2 separate regions of the Ovis canadensis genome follow, and region 1 is linked to region 2. The links are chromatin contacts, called in public Hi-C maps. All regions are on one chromosome and are shown on one strand. Each heading gives the region's core, a stretch centred on a gene start, on an enhancer-like site or on the middle of the called end of the contact. The rest is flanking DNA. Distances are from core to core; before and after follow the strand shown. Region 1 overlaps EXT1 (exostosin glycosyltransferase 1). Region 2 holds the start of EXT1 (exostosin glycosyltransferase 1).

The links. A called contact is a pair of places that touch in the nucleus more often than the background predicts.
Region 1: a contact with region 2 is called in a Hi-C map of lung, with 4 times the contacts expected there. The contact joins the enhancer-like site here to the promoter of EXT1 in region 2. A contact is called at or near these places in 2 of 2 Hi-C or Micro-C datasets (fibroblasts and lung).

Annotation. Positions count from the first base shown.
Region 1 is chr9:69,583,883-69,590,889 of ARS-UI_OviCan_v2, reverse strand. All of the region lies in intron 1 of EXT1 (exostosin glycosyltransferase 1), which reads right to left. Among named protein-coding and RNA genes, the nearest start is that of EXT1, 260 kb to the right of the region's middle. Within about 2 kb of position 3,634, the one cell type or tissue checked has open chromatin away from gene starts, as enhancers often do. A contact at or near this core is called in fibroblasts, where this site is marked.
Region 2 is chr9:69,323,979-69,331,069 of ARS-UI_OviCan_v2, reverse strand. EXT1 (exostosin glycosyltransferase 1) reads right to left here and starts at 3,685. Exons shown (of 11, transcript XM_069600354.1): 1 at 1,006-3,685. The coding sequence starts at 1,967.

The DNA.
Region 1 (7,007 bases), core at 2,385-4,884, 260 kb before region 2:
GACGTGCTCCATGGACATCATCAGCTATAGTGCAACACAAACCCTGGAGAAATGCACATAGTCCGTTGTAGCTGTACGCCCTAATGGGGCTAAAGAACAGGGGGCAAGAGAGTGACCCTGGGTAGAAGGTCAATATTGAGTCAAGACTGAGGGGTCAAGGAAGCCCTCTCTGAAGAAGCAACATTGACATGGCATAAAAGCTGAAGACAACGAAGCTTCCTAGAGTGGGTGTGGGAAGAACCATTCTGGAAGGGGGATGTATTTGCGCAGAGCTCCAACTTGGAACATTCTTGACACCCTCAAAGATCAAGGGAAAGCAAGCCAGTCTGGGTGGGGTGGTAGTGGTGGAGAGGGAAGCGATGGCAGAGGAAGAAAGGTAAATGACATAACTCAAGGCATTTTCCCGACAGAGCATAGCCCTGGGTATGATCATACTTATCTACTCCACGGAAAACACATACACACACATACACACACATAATTAGATCGCGCTTAATTTCTCAGGTGCTATTTTAAACCTCTTACATACATAAACTCCATCTACATCTCAAAGTAATTCCAAAAAGTAAGCACTATTACTAATATCCAGCTGTAGGGATGAGGATGTAAAAGCACAGAGAGGTTAAGTGACTCACCCACAGTCACACAGCTACTTCTGTGCCAGAGCCTAGACTGGAACTGGAATCACCTGACTCCAAAGTGCATACTCTTAGCTTCTATATGCTCACAATCCTTAGGAGATCATTTTACTGGGATAGTTCTGTGTGACTGTGTCTATTTTGATATGAGTACGATGGGCTTCCCAGGTGGCACTAGTGGTAAAGAGCCTGCCTACTAATGAGGGAGATGTGAGAACCATGGGTTCCATCCCTGGGTCAGGAAGTTTCCCTGGAGTAGAAAACGGCAACTGACTCCAGTATCTTGCCCGGAGAATCCCACGGGCAGAGAAGCCTGGCGCGCTACAGTCCATAGGGCCACAGAGAATCGGACATGATGGAAGCAACTTAGCATGAGAGAGCTCAGTTGGTAAAGAATCCGCCTGCAAAGCAGGAGACTCCGGTTTGATTCCTGGGTTGGGAAGATCTGCCTGGAGAAAAGATAAGCTACCCATTCCAGTATTCTTGGGCTTCCATGGTGGCTGAGCTGGTAAAGAATCCGCCTGCTATGTGGGAGACCTGGGTTTGATCCCTGGGTTGGGAAGATCCCCTGGAGAATGGAAAAGCTACCCACTTCAGTATTCTGGCCTGGAGAATTCCATGGACTGTATAGTCCATGCAGTCACAAAGACTCACCCACGACTGAGCGACTTTCACTTCCGTGATAAGATTGGGCTTTTCTTCCCCACCTTGTACTGTTTTTTTTTTTTTTTTTTTTGGTTTTGATGGCAGGGAGGACCAGTGTGGCCCCAAAAACAGAAATCTACAATTTGGCAATGGATATAAGGCCAGACAGACTTCTCATATCCTGATAATCAAGCACAATTGTGTTCCCTGACTCCTGCCAGATGCCAGCTTCCTCTCGAGTCTGGGTTCTGTACACAGACTCCCCAAAGGGCTGTAAATCAGCGGTACTAGATATTTCCACAAAGTTTCAAACAGATGTTCACCCGGTGCTTATTCGCCCAGGCTCCAGATGGCTCCAGATCCTGGCTCCTTCCTCCCGCAGACCCTCAAATCACAACCCAGACATGTCACTAACGGAGGCTGGGGAAGAAGGATGAGCCAAGTGGACCCAGTGGAGTTCTTTAAGAAGCCCCCTAGAACTGGTGGCATTTCACGTATGCATAGAAGGAGCCATAGCCCGAGTCAGCATAAATCACTGCCAGCCTTTACTACCTGGATACAGTTTTCCAAAAGATGAAGTAGTCGTACATGTGGTGGAAAAAGTTTCTGCTGCCAGTCAGCCTGCACCTGCAACAATTTATTCCAATGTCTTCCACAAGCAACTGGTTGTAGAGAATTTTACTACACTGACATCATAGCAAGGTGATTCCATACCTATCTGTCCTCTCAAACGGGAGAGAAGTAATGCTGAAAAGTGTGTTCTATCAACATTAAAAAAAAAAAATCCTTAAGAATATATTTCAAACCTACAACAAAAACATAAAAATCAGGAAAAATTCTTTAAAACTCCATTCTTTCTCAGTCCAAGGAACAGGTTTACACGTTTTTCTTTCTCTCCCCAATTACAAGTATTCTTGACTTCATCTAGCAACTGATGCACGTGGATAATAAGAAAACCCAGAGGACAGCACTGGATTGCCAAGGCTTGCAGGTTTTCTTTAAGGCAGTCTGGAGAGATTCCCTACTTCCCTCTCACTTCTCCAGAAAGACAAAGACTTTTCAAAAGAGTAGAAGCTGAGCTGAAGTTTCTTTCCTAGTTTTCCTGCCTCTGGCAGTCATTTTACTCATCTGCAAAAAAGAGGAATTATTGTGATGGAAGCCCAAATGAACGTCTGTGAGTCAGGATGAGAGCCTTCCATATGCTGGCCCATCCCATGCCAACCTTTGTGGATTCTGTTGGGATCCCTTGTAAATTTCACTTTCTGTTTATGCGGCTTTTCGTGGAGGCTCAGAGCAAACCTCCCCCTATCCTCAAGCAATGGTAAAGAGGAGCCTATCAGATCATTTGCCTTTCAGGGGTATGTAAGCTTTGTCGTTAGGGAGTAAGAAAACTGTCTAGTGGGCTTAGTCAGAAATGACTTCCTTTTGTCTTTTCTTTATGAAAACTTTCTCTATTTCTTTCATCTCTCTTGGACCTTAAGAGAAAACAGCATTTCATACTCATTGTTCCCTATCTACCACATTCTACAGACAGAGATAATTAAAGGTAAGATTATTTATTTCTGACTGTCAAAACTCTCAGCAAGGCTTACGAGGAGCAGGGATTCGAAATTCATCCTATCTCAAGATGACTGCACTAATGGTATAAATCGTGTAAATAACCAGGTGTCTGTACACACCGGATGCCTAGAAATGCATCTGGGTTGACAAATGTTTACACTGAGTTATATTGCTTTAATTTACCCTCAGATGGAGGCAGAAGGGGGTGGGCCATATCACATTAATAAAGGAAGGGGGTGTTATAGCATTTCATTACATGGAAGTTTCCCTTCCTTAGGTAAAACCTAAATGCACCAAAAGTCCTTTAAAACTGAAAAACTAACAACATGTTATTGAATTATAAACTATGATTTTCATTTAAGCAGAGCCCCTAGGACAAAGATGGCTGATTAAAACACTGGAGCCCAGAGAGGTTAGATGATTATTCACGGTCACACAGCTGGGGAAGATCACAGGACTCAGTCCAGCTCCAGAGCTCAAAATTAACTGCTCCCAAGTACCACTGCTCGCCCAGCTAGTCGGCAGAACAGAACACTCACCAAACGGAGGGAATGCTGTCAATCTTACCACCCCTTAGAAAATGTCCAGAGGATCAACTGAGCCCAGAAATGGTTCAGCACTTGCTTGGGAAAGCCAGCATTCAGGTGTAAAGGGTAATTATTTATTCAAAAACCAGCTATCGATCAAAGTTACAAACCTACATTTTTATCCTTTTTGGGGGTATTTCTCAATAGTACATGATTAGCCATTCTTGGAAATGATTCTGTGGGCTGCTAGAAGTTTTTGTGGGTTGGTAGATCTTTCTGAAACTATTTCTAGGCTGCATGAATCTTTGTCTGGGAATTTGCCTCCCTGGCCTTCCAAAACATGAAGTGCATTTTTGCTTTGTTCAGATATTTTTCTTTTTTTTCTTACTACCCTCTGCAAGTCTGAAAATACAAATGACCCTGAAAAGTCCCGAGGGCATTTGGTTTTCTTTCCTTACCTCGAATCGACTCCTTTTAAAAAAGAAAGCTTGGGGAAATTTATAGCCCAGAAAGATGAGTGGAAAAAATGATGTTATTTCAATGCAAAATTATTCCAGGACTGTGTGTGTGTGTGTGTGTGTGTGTGTGTGTGTGTGTGTGTGTGTGTGCAGTGGGTGGTGGTGGCAGGGGAGAGGAGGAGGAGGAGAGTTGCAACAGAAGGTGGGTTGAGGGAAATGCCCATCTCCACGGGCAATTCAATTTGGCAGCTCCATGGAGACAAACCAATTAGTATGGATTGTCAAGGTGTTTTGTATGAATTGGCTACCTGCCCATTATGAATTGGAATGGGATTAACTAGCTCATTCCAAACACTCCACCAAACAGCAAATGGTCATATGATAATGATTTTCAGTCACTAACACCTTGGCTGGATTGGAGACTTGGACTTATACCTTTAACAATCTAAGAGATTCATTTCTTCAAGCCTACCCACTTCTCCTAAACACATCTTTTTATTTCCCCTTCCTAGCTTTTATTTTTTTTAAAGCCTCCCTGCTAATTGGGAGGCTATACATTCTTCTAAACATGAACATACGTATTAACCAACCAACCCCGTAATAACTGATTCGTATGCTCTACCATTTAAATGTGCCGGCCCTTCACTCACGGTTTTCAAAGCCCCATGACCACCCACTTGGCAAGTTAATTCCACCAGAGGTTCTAGAACCATCCACCTCTGACAGAGAAGCCCTGAGAAGCTTGGGTTCAAGATTCAGGGATTCAGTCCATGACCAAAGTCATTAGCTCTTTTAATTATTTGTCTCAGCTTCTTATAGTTGGACTTTCCCCTTGTTTCAGACACCAAGTCCAAACTTGATCTTCCAGGCCCAGAAAGTTGCCTCTAAGGACCACCATTAGCCAACAGCATGTCTGCCCACACTCTTCTCCAGACAAATGGGGCCCTAGTCTAGGGCCAACAGCTTCATGGAAGACAGCCCAAGGTGGATCTCAACCCAAACACACGCGACATTCCTCTGCGTTCCCACACGACGTGGCGGCCACATCCTTCTCAACATCCACTTCTCTCGGGGGCTCCCCAGTCCCCTTGGCGGGGATGGGAGTGACCCCTACTCCCAGGCTTAGGGGCAGCGTGTGATGCAAGTGTAAGCCATCAGTACATTCCCCAGGCCACGTGTTTTTTTTTTTTTTAAGATAAGGCCTGGGACTTCCCTGGTGGCTCAGACGGTAACAAATCTGCCTGCAATGAAGAGACTCGGCTTCAGTCCCTGGGTCAGGACGATCCCCTGAAGATGGGGATAGCAACCCACTCCAGTATTCTTGCCAAGAGATTTCTATGGACAGAGGAACCTGGTGGGCTACAGTCCAAGGGTCACAAATAATCCGACACGACTGAGCAACTAATATTTTCACTTTCACTTCGGGAGCCATTTCAGCCAATATGGCTGCTGTCTCGGGTCAGGTGCCTGTAAATCAGTGTTGACCGTCTATGCAATCTAGGCAGGAAGAAACCATATAGTCCCTTTCAAGTGTTCTCACTACCAGCTGATGTGTTACAATAAAAACATGTTTTCAGGGCAAATTCTAGTCCTGCCAAAATCCTAGCCCAAAAAGCATGGCCTGATACCAGTGTCAGACTGCACTAAAGCTCTGTGGACAGGTTAGCTCCCAGGCTTCCTCCACTCAGCTGTCCTGGGGCCCTCGGGACGTCCTGAGTGACAAGCGCCTGCCAGAAACCTCACTGTGCACAACCCTGTGTGCGTGCTGCCTGGCTGGCTGGACTTCCTGTCGGCATCTGCAGGCCCCCACCTAGCGTCTGATCCCCTCCAGTGGGGACGGCACCTCTCGAGGCCCAGATCCTCCCGTCAGCTCCATGAACCCTGGTTAACCTGTCTGAGCCTGCTTCTACATCCAATGGGGAAGAACTTTAGGAAAGGAAGGCAACCTGCCAATCTGTAGTATCTGTACAGAAATGCCAACCGGTGAAGAGCTGGCTCTTGCCCATAACAGCAGTTTGTCTCTGTGATCCAGAGGACTGGAAGGATGAGCTGTAGGCTCATCTCTTGAGTCAGGGTTGGTTAAAGGACCATTCAGGTTTTGGAGCAGAGGGTCTCAAGTGTATGACGAAGTCAATTACCGAAAATGATCGGAATCCTCCAAAACATCTACCTCCCCCTCAAAAACAGTGCCTGGAAATTAAAATCAAACAAACCTAGTAAATTTCTTCCCAGCCCTCCCTGGAAATATGGGCTGTTACTGAAGAACAGCATAGCAAGAACAAAGTCCATTTTAAAAATAACATTTCATTTTATGGTATCTCTATTTCAATGTTGAATATAAATACTGGTATATAGGTTTCTGATTTTAAAATAATCCTATTTGATTAAACTGTATTTTAATGGATTCCATTTGCAAAAGGAAGGTAGAGTTTAAATCACTTTGTCATAACGATTCATTTTCCCTCACACTAAATATATTTTCTCCTTGAAATATGGTTGTGATAGGTGAATAGTACTTTTAATAACATCGTTCTGAAAAAAAAAATCAAATCAAATATAATAATCCTTTAGACTATGAACTAATTTTTTAAGATTTAGGGGAAAAACCAACTTACCATGGAATATAACACAAGGAAATCATATGAGGCCACACTGTCACCCCTATTACAAGAAGCAATGGCCCCCAAGCTGGAAACAGTACTGATTTCAAAAGAGAACATCATACTTCTTTTGTAAGGCTTTGTCTCTTACTTAAAAAAAAATCAGGTTTAGAAAATGAAGAAAAACTTGGTTTAAAGAGGATCCACTATTCATCAGTTATTTCTGTGATGGTTCACTTTTCTAAACATGTAAGTAAAACTAAAAGGGAAGAAATTTGTTGTGACAATACAACACATCCCTCAAATCTCAGGGTAAAACGAGATGCACAGTCTTTAAGCATCCATCTTGGAGAATTCCTGGGCAGTCCAGTGGTTAAGACTTGGAGGTTTCACTGCCAAGGGCCTGGGTTTGATCCCTGGTCGGAGAACTAAGATCCCAAAAGCTATGCGGCATGCCTCCCTGCCTCCTCCCTCACCCAAAAAAACCCACCTTGGATCCCCAATCTTCCCTCCGATTCTCCAGGTGTGGCTCTTTTATTTGAACATTTGCTTCATCAGTGCATCTTCTCAGATTCAACA
Region 2 (7,091 bases), core at 2,436-4,935:
GTTTTGACCCCCCCCCCCCCAAGTCCAGTGTCTCAGTTACCATCACTGTGAAGGAAAAGCAAGAGTGAGAAAGGCTACAAAGTCTCCAGCTCAGTTACTTAGCAACTGGACAAAACTTGCTTCACTCCAGAGGGTGAGGAGGCATCTCACCACCCATTCAGAGAGTAACAGTCTCCGATTTACATGCAAATTGATAAAGACAAAAGGGAAGAGGAAATCTAAATTAGCAACTGGAGTTTACAGCAGTAGAGCTGAGGCCCAGATTTACAAACAGCTTTCTCCCAGGGAGGGAGGCAGGATATATACACACCAACAAGCACACATGAATGAGTGCAAGCATGCATGCATGCGTGCGTGCAAGATCACAGGCCCTAACCAGCTTACAGTCTCCCTTCATAAAAGTCAATGCCATCTGGGAGTAGGGAAGAGACAGGCACAGAAAGTTTAGGAGCTAAAATTAGAGCACTTTCACTACTAACACACATTTAGGGTTTACGGAAAGATGACAATTGGAGGGTGGGAGAATCCCAGGGAAAGCAGCTTCCCCTCCCTCCTCCTGAGAACAGCAAATAAAGCATCAATCTTGGGTGGAAGGTCCCTAGATTGGGTGGATTCAGAGCCTCTGGGGTCCCTATAACCTCTCACAAACCCTCTCCTGGCTCCGCCGTTGAAGCGCAGGTTCCAAACTTGGATCAAACCCACACCTTTCATAGAAGACACATCACCCTGAAGGTTTTCCAAGCAAGAGGGAGTCACTGTCACCTACTTGGCCCAAGAAAGTGCTCCAGGCTTTTCTGTTTGCCCGAGGAGCTCCAACTCTGGGTCTTCAGCTCCAAGCCACACACCAGAGAACCAGGCTGCTCGGTCCCAGGCTTGGAGCAAGAGGAAGAGGACCGGAGGGGCTCCCCTGTCCCACCCCCATTCCCCAAGCTCACACCTGGACCCAGGTGGGCAGGACCCAGGTGGGCAGGGCCCGGGGCTAACCCTCTGAGGCCCGTCACTTACTTCTCGTACTCGGTGTTGTCCCGGTCACAGCGAGAATCCTTGTGCTTCTGCCAGTCTTTGCCATGCTTGCAGGTGGTGAGCAGCACTACGTCCTCCCCGTTATGGACGTGATATAAGGCATTCCTGGTGTCTGACCCTATCCCTGTCAGGTACCTCTTCCCCTTGAAGACCAGCATGTACTTCCTGAGAGGAGGGATAGTGTTAAACTTCAAAAACCCCCTCTCCCCTCCTGTCCTGGGATGATCCTTAGAAAAGAGGGGAATAGAAACATCAAAGTTGGGTCGGAAGTTTTCAGTACTGATGCTGGCCTTAGCCAGCATCGCCTGGCCGATGTCAAACCCCACGTCCTCGGTGTAGTCAGGCCAAGTGCCGGAATATAAATTAAAAATTAAATGATTCCTACCGTTGTTCCACAAGTGGAGACTCTGCACTTTGGATCTCAAATTGTGCACATACTGAGGTGACAACTGGTCTCGGTCTAAAGTGTCCAGACTCAGGACAAAGAGGCACGCCTGGCTGGGGTCCGAGGTATAGAACCTGGAGCCCTCGATGGCCGCTAGAATGTTTTGGTAACTTTCAGCGATTTTCTCCCCTTTTTGCTGTGGGTAGACGTAGACTTTGAAGCCGTTTTTCTTGCAAAGGGTGAAATCGAAGCAGGACTCCATGCGGCACTTCTTGCCTTTGTAGATGCTCGAGTTGGCCTCTCGCTTCTGCCGGGGCGAAACGTGCACACTGGAATCCTCGTTTTCCAATTGATCCCAGGGAACGAAGGGGCGCAGAGCGTCCGGGAAGCGGGGCCAGAAATGATCCGGACTCGGGTGGTGCAAGCCATTCCGACCGCTGTGCTCTTCTCTCCGGCTGTGGCTTCTCGATGCCCTAAACTGCAAGCCTCCGAAATAAAACAAAAGGGCGAGACAAGAGCCAGCTGAGAGCAGGATGAAATAGCGTTTTTTGGCCTGCATGTGTCCTGCCTGGGTCAAGAGGATTGTAAATAAACACAAGAATCACCCAAGTTTCCCAATCAACACTTTCAGCTCCAGTCCGCCATCTTCCCGCCCGTAAAGACTTCAAACTCTCCGCTCCCACCTTCTCTGGATGCCTTTCCCCAAGCCGTGGACTGATCCAGCGCATGTGGGCGATTTCTTTAACTTTCTCCCCTTCGGTCTTTCATCTTTGGGTTGCACAATGGACGGGAGAGAGCGGGGCGGAATATCTCGCACCAGGGCGGGCGAGCAGCGGACTGTAATTCTCTTGCATGCAACAAGACCGAGGAAAGAAAGAGAGGGGGGGAGGAAAAAAAGCTCCCAATGCCCAATCAATGGCAAGACGAAGTGATTTCCTTGCCTCTCGGATTCCTCTCGGCAGCGTGGAAAACGAGCCCCTGGAAAGCAACTTCAACTCATCCAGGCTCCCGTGCAGAACACTCCAGTTCCAACAAGTCAGCCGATCCCCGGGTTCAGCCGGCTAGTGCATCTTGCAGCTGGGGCGCCGTAACCTCACAAATCCCTGCATCTCTCTTTATTCCCTTCTGCAGCAGCTCCAAGACTCCGGCAGTGTTTACTCCTGCGCTCGCCGGGCCGGCCCCCGGGACGCGCGACGGCCCGGCTGGAGAAGGCTGGAGGCTGCGGCGGCGGCGCTGGGTGACGGCGGCGGCGCGTCCTCCCCGCGGGCAGTGCCGGCCCCGAGCGGCGCTTCCAAGGCCCCCGCGCGATCGCTGCCGACCGCCGCGTTCGGTCGCCGAATGTTACCCGGTTCTGAATGTTACACTTACACATTCCATTCCCGACACGACAGCGCTGACCTCATCCATCCACGCAGCCCGCGCTGCCATTGGCCGAGCGTCACGTCCGGGGGGGGCGGTGCTTCCGCTGCGCCCATTCATAACCCCCGGCCACCGGCAGAGGCGCCGGCGCGGCGCTGGGGGTGCGGGCGGCGCGGGGACCCCGGGGCGCCTCGGCCAGGCCCCCGCGGGCGGAGCGCGGGGCTGCCCCGAGAGAGTCCGCGGTCCTTCGGCGCGCCGGGATCCGGACCCCGGCCTGGGCCTCACCACCTTGCAGCCGCCGCGCCGGGAAACCAGCGCCTCCCAGAGGCGCCTGCGGGCGCACGGAGGCCGGGGAAGCGGGGACCGGCGGGCGCTTCCCCGGCCCGCTGCTCCGGCTGCCCCGGTCGTCCTCGAGAATTCCTGCGCCTCGGCTGCTTGCCGGGAACGCCTCCCTGAGCGGGCGGCGAGGAGTGTTCGGGTTCCTGGAGAAGGATGCTAGAAAAGTGGAGCAGTGGGGCGAGCCCTTGGGCTGCAGAAGGAAAAAAAAAAAAAGACTTCATAGAAAGCGACCGCTGATCAGAAGGATACCTCTCTCTGCCCACCTTCCACCCTCTGAGGGCCCCAAATTTTCCTTCCTACAAAGCATTTAAACAGGTCCCTTATCCCCTAAATGTGTGCTGTGTCGCTTCAGTCGTGTCCGACTCTTTGCCACCCCCATGGACTGTAACCCGCCGGGCTCCTCTGTATGGGATTCTCCAGGCAAGAATACTGGAGCAGGTTGCCATGCCTTCCTCCAGGGGATCTTCGCAACCCAGGAATCGAACCCATTATCTCCGGCGTCTCCTGCATTGCCCATCTCTTTTTTCTTACCCCCAAGGAACCACCCCAATCCCCGATAATGAAAAGGAAATACTACAACCGAAAGGAATCGTTTCAATTCTTCATGTCTGGCTGTGCACTAAGAGAAGACATCTATCCCAAATCCTCAGTAACTTTCCACGCATCCTTTCCTAGCTTCCCAAAGCCCTTTGTCTATTCTGTAGAAAGCTTCCAAGAGATCCAATCACACCGTGGAAAAAAGAAGGATCTTCTAATAGCCGAGAATAACCCGGTTGATTTAAGCTCCTCCCAGTACCGAAAGTGATGTTACTCTCTTTTGCGGGGGAGGGGGAATGGTTTTTAAGGAGCTGTCTCTGAGGGATAGATGGCTGGTAGAATGGCCAGCTGCAGATGAGACACTTGAGGCAGGAGATGACCTTTTTCACCATTAGTACAAGCTTCCTTCAGCTAGTCCTTCCTTCCTTCCCCTAGCCATAAGCCCCTACCCTCAGGGACACATCACTGGACAAATCAGATAAAGATCCAGAGTCTCTCTAAAGATCCTCCAAGACTGCAAAGATGTGCTTCCAAACAGTGCTTCTGGTCAAAGCCAAGTCCTTGGCCTTACACCTAAATTCTGCTTTACTGGGAGCACCTCCCACCCTCTTCCCCAACCTAAGTCACAGGGGCCTGGCCAAAAGGGACAAACAGTTGCCTAGGACAGCAAGCTGTTTAGTGATTGTTTATTATGGGAGGGACTGAGAGCTAGGGACAGACACATCCCAGCTTCCCCCAAGGCTGCAAAAAAAAAAAAAAACAAAAAACCTCCAGCGGGTGTGGACAAAGGGCATGGTTATAATGAGGCAGGGTGAAATGATCAAGTGGAAAATTTTAGACATTTGTTGTTTCAGATTGGTTTTTAATAAAGGGGTGAAGGGGCCTTGGTAGGATGTTGCTGTACCTTTCTGAAGTCTTGCCCTATCTCTGGCCTGCCAAAGATGAGATAGCTTTTCCAGATTTGACGTGCACCCCCTGCACAATCAGACAGGCCTGGGAGAGAAATGAGGCTTCAGTCATCTTCCAGATGCAATGACAGTGATGCAGATAAATGCAGTGATTGAAACCACATGTGACCAGGGGCCCGCCCCAGCCCGGGTTGCTGAGAGCATCCATGCAAGGCAAGGGCCCTTCTGTTGAGATTAGGCTGGAGATTTTCTCAGCCCAGTGGAATTGAGGCTTTGGGGACTGCAGCTCCTCTACATCCTGATAGTCATCCTGTGTGACCTTAGTGGGAGCAAGTTACAGCCCTTGCTCTTTTGCGTCTCTTTCTGCTTTGACACATTTTTCCCATCTTGCCTAACCGTTATGGATTCCTTCATCCCACGCTCCAGGGTTACCCAGGCCTACTGTCACATTCCATAGTGGTGTACACTGTGAGAAAACTCTGGTTCAGGAAATGAGAGAAAATTTGGATTCAGACCCCCAGATCTGTCATTTACGAGTGCCTCAGGCATGTGGTTTAATCTCACGGAATATCAGCTTCTCGCTTAAAAAGTCAGAATAATAATATTTTTTATGAAACTGGATACCATAAATTGCTCTACATGTGCAACACTTTTTGCTCAAGTTCCTCATTTCAAAAGCCAACTGGAATCTAAAGTAGCCCTCTATGATGGCATCATCATTGCATCCATCTCCTTTGGTTTTATTTTCTCCCCAGCCCTTCTCAATAGCTGAAATCCTTTGTTTGTGTGTTTGTTGTCTGTATTTCTTCACTGTAAGAGGAGCTTCCTGAGTGCAGGAACCCTGTGTTACTCATTCCTCAATCCCCAAGGCTGCCATAGGTAGCTCTGGTATTCTGGCGGAGCCCAGTCACTGATCTGAATGATGAATCAATCACTAAAGTTCAACTTCACCTCAGGATTTGAACATGCTTGAAGAGAAAGGTGTCCCTCGTGGTCTCTCAAAGCAGGTCTGAGTCTCCTGTCTGAGATGGAAATATTACAAACTAGGAATATCTTCAGTTCAGTTCAGTTTAGTCCCTCAGTCGTGTCCGACTCTTTGTGACCGCATGAATCGCAGCACGCCAGGCTTCCCTGTCCATCACCAACTCCCAGAGTTTACTCAAACTCACGTACATCGAGTTGGTGATGCCATCCAGCCATCTCATCCTCTTTCGTCCCCTAATCCTCCTGCCTCAATCCCTCCCTGCATCAGGGTCTTTTCCGAAGAGTCAACTCTTTGCATGAGGTGGCCAAAATATTGGAGTTTCAACTTTAGCATCAGTCCTTCCAATGAACACCCAGGACCAATCTCCTTTAGGATGGATTGGTTGGATCTCCTTGCAGTCCAAGGGACTCTCAAGAATCTTCTACAACACCACAGTTCAAAAGCATCAGTTCTTCAGTGCTCAGCTTTCTTCACAGTCCAACTCTCACATCCATACATGACCACTGGAAAAACCATAGCCTTGACTAGACGGACCTTTGTTGGCAAAGTAATGTCTCTGCTTTTGAATATGCTGTCTAGGTTGGTCATAACTTTCCTTCCAAGGAGTAAGCGTCTTTTAATTTCATGGCTGCAATCACCACCTGCAGTGATTTTGGAGCCCAAAAAATAAAGTCTGACACTGTTTCTACTGTTTCCCCATCTATTTCCCATGAAGTGATGGGACCAGATGCCATGACCTAATCAGTCCATCAAACATCTTTAACAGTGTATGTCAGATCATGTCACTCCTCTGGTCAGAGCCCTCAAGGAAACCCTACCTCAGAATCCCAGCCAAAGCCCTCACAAGCCCCTATAAGGTCCTGGAGGATCTTCCCTAACTGTCCCCATGCCTCCTCACCAGACCTGTCTTCACCTTATTTTCTGCCAATAACTCTCTCCCTCCATCCCAGTCTACTCACTCTTCTCCAGCTGGGCTGGTTTCCTTGTGGTTTCTCATACATGCCAAACATCTCCCTATCTTAGGACCTTCGCACATGTTCATCTCAGCTAGTCTGTCCCCGGTATCCATGGTACATCCTTCCTCCCTTATAAGTCTCTTCTCAAGGCCACCTTACAAATGAGCCACCTTTGACCTGTCTGAACAACACAGCAACTCCTCCCACCCAGATTTCCTATCCCCTCAACTGCTTTAATTTTTATCCTTAACACTAATTGACATCATGTACTATTAATATATATGGTCTTGTCAATTTATCATTTATCTGTTGCATATAGAATGTGAGCTCTGTGAGGCTCTTTTAGTTCACTGCTATATCCCCAGCACTTACAACAGGGTCCATCACTAATAAGTATTTGTTGACCTAATTAATTAATTTGATTCCACTATCTGTAGGGCAAATAAAGAATATTCAAGGCTAGTTTCAGTCTCACACACACATGCGCGCACTCACACAAAGCTAAAGCTATCCCAGTGATTCAATCCTTGCTTATTTCCTCTTTCAGGAGTAATTTTTCCAGGGCCAAAAGCTCATGGCACACTTGAAACCCAGAAGAT